Regions from separate parts of the Ovis aries genome. Here region 1 is linked to region 2. A link is a contact called in public Hi-C data. All regions are on one chromosome and are shown on one strand. The core of a region is the stretch at or near the end of the contact, and the rest is flanking DNA. Distances in the headings are between cores, read along the strand shown. Region 1 has its middle 11 kb from the start of TDRD9. Region 2 overlaps ZFYVE21 (zinc finger FYVE-type containing 21).

Region 1 (3,320 bases), core at 226-2,725, 130 kb after region 2:
TAGATTCTTTACCAGCTGAGCTACCTGGGAATTCCTACATGTCCTGTTTAGTTTTGAATCTTAAACCTCTTAAAATTTCAAACATTGGTCATGATTATTCTTTTTACTTTTGATGGGATTTAATTTGCTACAATTTTGTCGGAAGACTTCGGCATCTACATTCAAGCGGGAACACTGGTCTGCAGTTTTTAACGTCTCTCTGCTTCTCATCCCTTGAGAGCAGCTGGTGCTGATCTCACAGAATGAGCGGGGAGTGCTTCCCCCTGTTCTGTTAAGCAAGAATTTGTGTACAATTGGTTATTACATCATTCTTCAAAATTTGGTGTGACTCACCAGGGATGCCATCTGAGCCTGGAGTTTCCAGAGTTTTCAGCTACAGATTAAACTTCTTTAAGAGAGAGAGTGCTAAAAAAAAAAAAAGAGAGAGAGAGTGCTATTCATATTCCCATTTCTTCTGGAGTGAGCTTTAGTGGTTTGTATCTTACAAGGAACTTGTCTACTTCATGCACCCTGTAGAATCTTCTGGTCTTTTGTGATGTTCCCTTGCTTGCTTATCGGCTAGGCTGGGTCTTCGTTGCTGTGCGTGGGGTCCCTGGAGTTGTGGCCGAGTGGGGCTGCTTTTGTTGGGATGCTGGGCTGTTCGCTGTGCTGGCTTCAGCAGTTGCGGCGCGGGCTCTAGGGCACAGGCCCCGCTGTGGCGTCCCAAGGGCTCCATTGCCCAGCAGCGCACAGGACCTTCCTGGGCCAGGGGTGGCTCCTATCCACTGGGCCACCAGGGAAGTCCTCATCCCTTCAGGGTCTTAGAATCTATAGTAACGGCATCTCCCTCTTTCTTGACACTATTTCTTTTTTCTCTTCACCAGTCCACCTAAACGGTTTGTCCATTTTATCTTCTCAAAGTACAAGCTTTTGCTTTCATTGAGTGCCTGATGCTAACACCTGGTCCTCCATGAGATACCAGGTGGAAAGAGGTTGAGTTAGCGCCCTTCACATAATCTGGAATTTAGGATCAGTCACCTTACAGCTGCTTTACAGCTTGACTGGGGTGCAGGTACCCCTGCGATATACAATGACAGGAGACATGTGCCTCCTCCCAGAAGCTTCTTTGAGGCTGAAACACATTGTTCAAAGGTAGCCCTTTAGATGCTGGAGCTGTGTTCTCCCCCACCTGTCTCAGGATCCCCCCTCCCCCCCAACCGGTTCAGGGTGAGGAGCAGAGTACTAGGCCAGGACGGGCGGCAGGCAGACTTCAGGGTAAAGGGCCCCCTTGTGGCACCGTCTGAAAAAGAAACTGGCTGCTCTCGCTCCCAGCTGGCTCCAGGCCTCTCTGGTCGGCACCTCCTGAGGGCTGCTCTGAACGCGCCCCTCCCCGGTGGAGGGCCCCTCCCCGCCCCCAGCACCGCCCCCGGCCGGCCCAGCTCCGTGCTCAGCGCCCACAGGAAGCCTGGCGATGCCGGGCTGGCAGCGAACACCAGCTCCCCCTACAGGCTGCCATGGGCGAAACAGCAAGAGGGCAACACAAGCGCTTCCCTCGGCCACCTACCCCACTCAGGAGGCAGGGCCAGGAAACCAGCCGGCGGCACTTCCCTGCTGGTCCAGCGGGTAGACTGCACCTTCCGATGCAGGGGCTGAGGGTTCAATTCCTGGTCACTGTAACGAACTCAGGAAGTAAACAGAACAGAGACCGGCTGGTGTACCCCGGGGTGGGCCGCTCCTCTGCACAGCACTCACGAGCCACAGGGCCCGCTCCCACGGTCCCAGCAGCCCCTCGCCTCATTTTCTGCACAGGCCCTAGGTGAGCAGCGAGCATCTGTTGCAGACTGCTCCCCCATGACTGTCACCACGGGGACCGGCTCGCGGCAGAGGGGGCCTGCCCCCAGGGTCCCCACAGCAACACCTCTGCGGACGCCAGGGCCTGTTCCCGGGCCTCACCTTCTCCTTCTCCGGACAGAGCTCGGCTTCTCGGAGTCCAAGTCCTGGTCCCAGCCCTGGCTACCCAACCCCTGGCACATCACTGCCCATCTCTCAGCCTCAGGCTCCTCTGTAACACGGGACTACAGCCCCACCTTGCTCGGGTCTCAGGACTGACTGTGCTCACGGGCAGCACCGTGGGAACGTGGGTGAACACTGGTGGACTGGGCCTTAGGGGCTCTGGGTGGGTGCGTTTTTTGTATGATCCGCAGTTCTCAAAGTGTGGTCCTGGGAACCTGTGAGAAACACAAGTTCTCAGGCTTCTTCTTACATTGAAGGAAGCTGGAAATGCTGGGCCTGCTCATCCCTGCTGACAGCCCTCCAGGGGATGCCATCTCGGAACAGATGGCCCAGATGAGCAAATTTTAAAATGAGGTCCTTCTGAACTGCAGAGCTGACTCATCCTCTGGAGGCAGTTATCGGAGAAAATGCTATTCTGGCAAGAGAATGGAACCCTGCACCCAGCTTCAACGCCAAGGCCCTCTGGGACTGTACAACACTTTCACGCCAGTGCCCTGTCAGAGCCAGCAAGGCTGAAAAGTGGGTTTTATCCCCGTTTTACAACAGAAACCAAGGCTCAGAGACCCCATTTGGAAGCGGCAGCCGTTTCTCAGGCACCATCCATGGGCCTGAGTTGACACCAGTGCTGGAGAACCAATGACAAGCAGGGACGGCCACTGCCCTTCGGAGAAGGGAAGGCGCCCGGAGACCAGCCCGAGCCCCGGGCCCCAGTCTACTCCACAGGGAGACACGGCCACCGCACTGCTACCCTGCGCCGACTGCGGCAGGACCTACTTTTTGAATGCAACTCTAGGGGTATTGGTAACTGTCTTAGACGGAGAAAAACACCATGCAGCGTTCATTTGTATCAGTCAAGCTAAAAGAGATTTTTTTTATTATGTATCTTGCCTTATAAGTGACTTCTGGACAAAACCTTCTCCTGGTGGAATGAGTCTCTCATTCCACCTAGTATGTGATTTAACACTGCCTTACCTCTAAAGCCTTTTATAGTTTGAATAACACACGCTTTCCCACACCTCCTCTTCCTGAGCTCCACAGTAACCCTGTTAGAACTTCCCTGTTCATTTTCCAGATGAGAAAAGGGAGCCTTAGGGAGGTCACAGTCCTAAGCGGCAGAATCATCTGTTTAGCAAACATTTACAGACCATGGGAGCGTGAGTGCCTAGATGTGACCCCCGACTCCTGCGCTAACTGGGATGCATACTCCTCAGCCCCTCAGGGCCCCTGAGGATGGCTGCACCTGTCGCGCAGACCTGCTCGGGGTGGGACGGGCACAGGGCGGGCGAGGGGCGCAGGGAGGGACACGGGTGCAGACAGCGTGAGTCTCA
Region 2 (3,556 bases), core at 101-2,600:
TCCGTAGGAAAATTACCTTATTTAAAAATCTGTTTTCTGAATAACCTCATTGGTTTATTTAGACTAATACAAAATGTCTAGCTCACTAATATTTTTCAGGGAGTGTATTTTACCTTCTGCTGTGGTCTTAGTTTAGAACTTGCTCTCTCAGTTGCTCAGACATGAGCCTCCTGGCAAGGGGGGAGCAGGGTCAGCCTCCACGACTGCACCCTCATCCCGCGGACTCTGCGGCGGGCGGATGTGTGAGGTCATGGGAGAGTGTGGCACACAGAGGCCCTGCCCCAGGTGGAGGCCTGAGTGCCAAACACAGAAGGTTCCAGAAGTGACGGGGAGAGGCAGTGGCGGGGCTGGTGGGGGCAGCAGCCCTGGGATTCGCCAGCTCGTGCCCGAGGTGGGCACTCTGCGGGTGATTCTGGAGGGCCAGGCCCTGTGTCCCGGGAAAGCCGCTGAAGAACAAAGAGAAAACAAGAAAACATCACGGGATCACGTAAAGCTTAGTCGGGCGCTCAGCGCAGGGTCCTGGCAGCCTGTGGCAGGGGGCATCTGCAGACTGGCCTTGCCTACCACCCACCCCTGGAGAAGGCCGACTGGGAATGGTGGGCCGGCGGCCCTGAGTTGGGTCTGGGGGGAGGGGTGCGGGTGTCACGGTCAAGCCCTGTCTTGGGAGCAGGAGCAGAGCCCGCCTGGGTTCTGGCTGCCCCGAGTGAAGCCGGCAGAGGACGGCAGGGTTGGTCCTGCTGGCCAGGACCCACGGGGGGCGGGTTAGGCGAGGGTCACACGGTCAGGGCGCCTGGCCCCCTGCCCGGTGGCGGCATTTCCCGTCCCCCATCTTTGGAGTGAGCGGCTTTCCCACTGCAGAGGCCGGGCCTTGCCACGTGGGGGCAGCCCGTCCCCACTGCCAGGCGACCCGTCTGGGCGCTCCTGTGGTTGTGGCTGGGTGACGACGTGGCCGTCTCCAGGCCGGTCCCGGGAGCACTGTCCCCAGGCTCCCCTCCCGAGCCCTGGGCGGCTGGGCCTGGCACCACCTCCGCCGGCTGGCCGCCGCGCCGCTGCGGTGTCTCCTGGCCGGCCCTGGGTGCGGGCGGCCGGCCGGGCCGCGCGGCCTGACCCCTGTCCCCTTGTCTCCTAGTGCCCGAGATGCATGCAGTGTGACACCAAGTTTGACTTTCTCACCAGGAAGGTGAGCTGGGCGGGGCAGGAGGGCGGCCCCGGTGCGGTGTGTGGGGGGGTCCCTGGAGGCGTTGCGGCGGCCGCTGGTGCCCGCGGTCTGTCTGCGGGGTGCTCACGCCGGTGCCCGCGTCCCCAGCACCACTGCCGCCGGTGCGGGAAGTGCTTCTGCGACAAGTGCTGCGGCCAGAAGGTGGCGCTGCGGCGCATGTGCTTCGTGGACCCGGTGCGGCAGTGCGCCGGGTGCGCGCCGGTGTCGCGGCGCGAGGCCGACTTCTACGACCGGCAGCTCAAGCTGCTGCTGAGCGGTGAGCGCCGGGCGGGCGGGGTCGGTGGGTGGGACTCCGCCGGGTGTGGTCCCAGCCGCCTCGGGGCTCCGGGCGGGCGGAGCCCCCAGGACCTGGCAGCCCTCTCCCCGACCCCCCGCCCGCAGGCCCGCCTGGCAGCAGCGGGCCGGGCTGCCCTGGGGGTTCCCTGGGGGCGGGTCTGCGCCCTGCGATCCGGGCCTGGGGGAGCCCCAGGCGGCGCTTCTGGCCTCCGGCGTTGCACCCCGACCCCGTCACACCCTTCCCGCCGCCGCCTCGCTCCTTTCTGTCCTCTGCGCGTGTCCCTGGCCTGGAGAGGGCGGCGCGGGAGCTGCCGCGTGCTCACGTCTGGTCCCCTCCGCAGGCGCCACCTTCCTCGTGACTTTCGGTAACTCCGAGAAGCCGGACACGATGGTCTGCCGTCTTTCCAGCAACCAGAGGTGAGGGCGGGCGCTTCCGCCTGGCACTGGGCGCCCGGAGCCTCGGAGGGCCGTGGCACGGACGCCTCTGTCTGTTGCAGGTTCCTGCTTCTGGACGGGGACGGGGACGATCACCGCGAGGTGGAGGTGGCGCGCATCGCCGCCGTGCAGATGCTCACGGAGGGCCTCCCTCCCGGAGGTAGGCGCCGCGGGCCCGGGGGCTCCGGGGCTCCGCTCGCGGGCGTGTGAGGCCGAGAGGAGGTTCCCTGGACGTGCGCTCCGCGCTCTTCCGTCCCGTCCCTCGTGGCTGGCATCACCTGGCTCCCCAGGGCCTGCAGTGGGGCTCCCATCGCCGCCGCCCCCCAGGGTCTGCGGAGACGGGCCTCCTCGGGGAGCTCGGCCCGGCCCGGCCCTCTGCCCTGAACCCCACTCCTGGGCCTCGGGTCCGAGCGCGGAGGCTGACCCGAGCCCTCTCTCTGATTTCTGACCGGCCTTGCTGTCCTCTTCTGCCTGCCTGCCGGACGTAGACAGTCTCTCTCACACCAGCCTCCCCGCCAGCCGGCCCGCCGCCGAAGGTCAGCGTGTCTGCGGGGCGGGGAGGGGGGCTCCCCGTGACACACTCGGGCCTGAGGCGGCCAAACCGTGAAGCCGTCTGTCCCTGGGCTCGGCCGTCCTCTCCTGAGGGGGAGCCCTGCTCCGCGGCCAGTGTCCGCCGGGCCCGGCCTGGGGAGGAACGGGAGCGGGTGGCGGCCGCTTGGGGGGCGGGCTTCCCCGGGGCCGGGGCCGGGGCTGCTGGCGCCGCGCCCCCTTGTGGCGGCTCCGGGGGCGCAGGGAGCCCTGCTCTGCCCGGTTTCCTGGAACCGGTCAGTCCGTGCCCAGAACCGTGTTCCGGAGCGGAGGTGCGCGGGGCGGGGGAGGGCAGGGAGGGTCCCCGCGCCTGCGCTGTCCGCAGCAGGGTCGCCCATTTTCTGTCCAGGGTCGGGCTGAACGTCGATTCAGCCCTGCCGGCTACAGGCTCTCAAAATTCAACAGTCCCAGGAATCGGGAAAGCCCCCTTCCAGGAGCAGGTGGTGGGCAGAAGGCAGGGGGCTGCCCCAGAGCGGGGGTGGGGGTGAGGGTGGCGCCCCTTCAGAGAGCCCAGGCCGGGGTAAGCCGGCTGACACAGCTGGGACCGCGGCTTGTGAAAGCCTTGGAGGCATGGCACTTCGGGCTGGGTTCTGAGCTGCGGGGACTGGCGTCAGGCGGTCCCCCAAAGACAGCCGTCCAGGAGCTCGTGTCCTGCGGTGGCCTGGCTCCTCCACTTTGACCCTGGCGCCCAGCGGTGGGGTGGGTGTGAGGCCAGCACGACAGGCAGGTGTAGCCTGGCGCAGGGTCTTAGCCATGGGGTGCGAGTGTTTGACCCGGGCTCCTGCCCACCCTGTGAGCTCAGGGTCGGCCACCAGGCAGCCGCTGCCCTGACACAGGCCCCCTGAGAGGCCAGCACCAGGGCCAGGGAGGGGCGCCCGGGCCGCTGCTTTGGGGCTGCTGACACCCTGGTGTTCAAGGCCGCTCGGGGCATCCTTACCTTGTTCCCACTCCAGGAGGCAACGCGAGGGCCACAGGCATGACCCTGCAGTACACGACCCCGGGGGCGGAGGGGCTGACGCAGCTCATGCTGACAGCCGG

What was found. Hi-C and Micro-C count contacts between places; a contact is called where the count stands out from the background.
Region 1: a contact with region 2 is called in a Hi-C map of hypothalamus, with 2.3 times the contacts expected there. The contact joins two enhancer-like sites. A contact is called at or near these places in 4 of 16 Hi-C or Micro-C datasets (blood, hypothalamus, muscle and 1 more).

What each region holds. Positions count from the first base shown.
Region 1 is chr18:66,187,621-66,190,940 of ARS-UI_Ramb_v3.0, forward strand. No RefSeq gene overlaps it. Among named protein-coding and RNA genes, the nearest start is that of TDRD9, 11 kb to the right of the region's middle. Within about 2 kb of position 1,476, at least 15 of the 54 cell types and tissues checked have an H3K27ac peak or open chromatin away from gene starts, as enhancers often do.
Region 2 is chr18:66,053,806-66,057,361 of ARS-UI_Ramb_v3.0, forward strand. It overlaps ZFYVE21 (zinc finger FYVE-type containing 21), which reads left to right. Exons shown (of 7, transcript XM_027957458.3): 2 at 1,130-1,180; 3 at 1,307-1,475; 4 at 1,837-1,912; 5 at 1,993-2,090; 6 at 3,472-3,556. Among named protein-coding and RNA genes, the nearest start is that of ZFYVE21, 7.8 kb to the left of the region's middle. Within about 2 kb of position 1,351, at least 11 of the 54 cell types and tissues checked have an H3K27ac peak or open chromatin away from gene starts, as enhancers often do.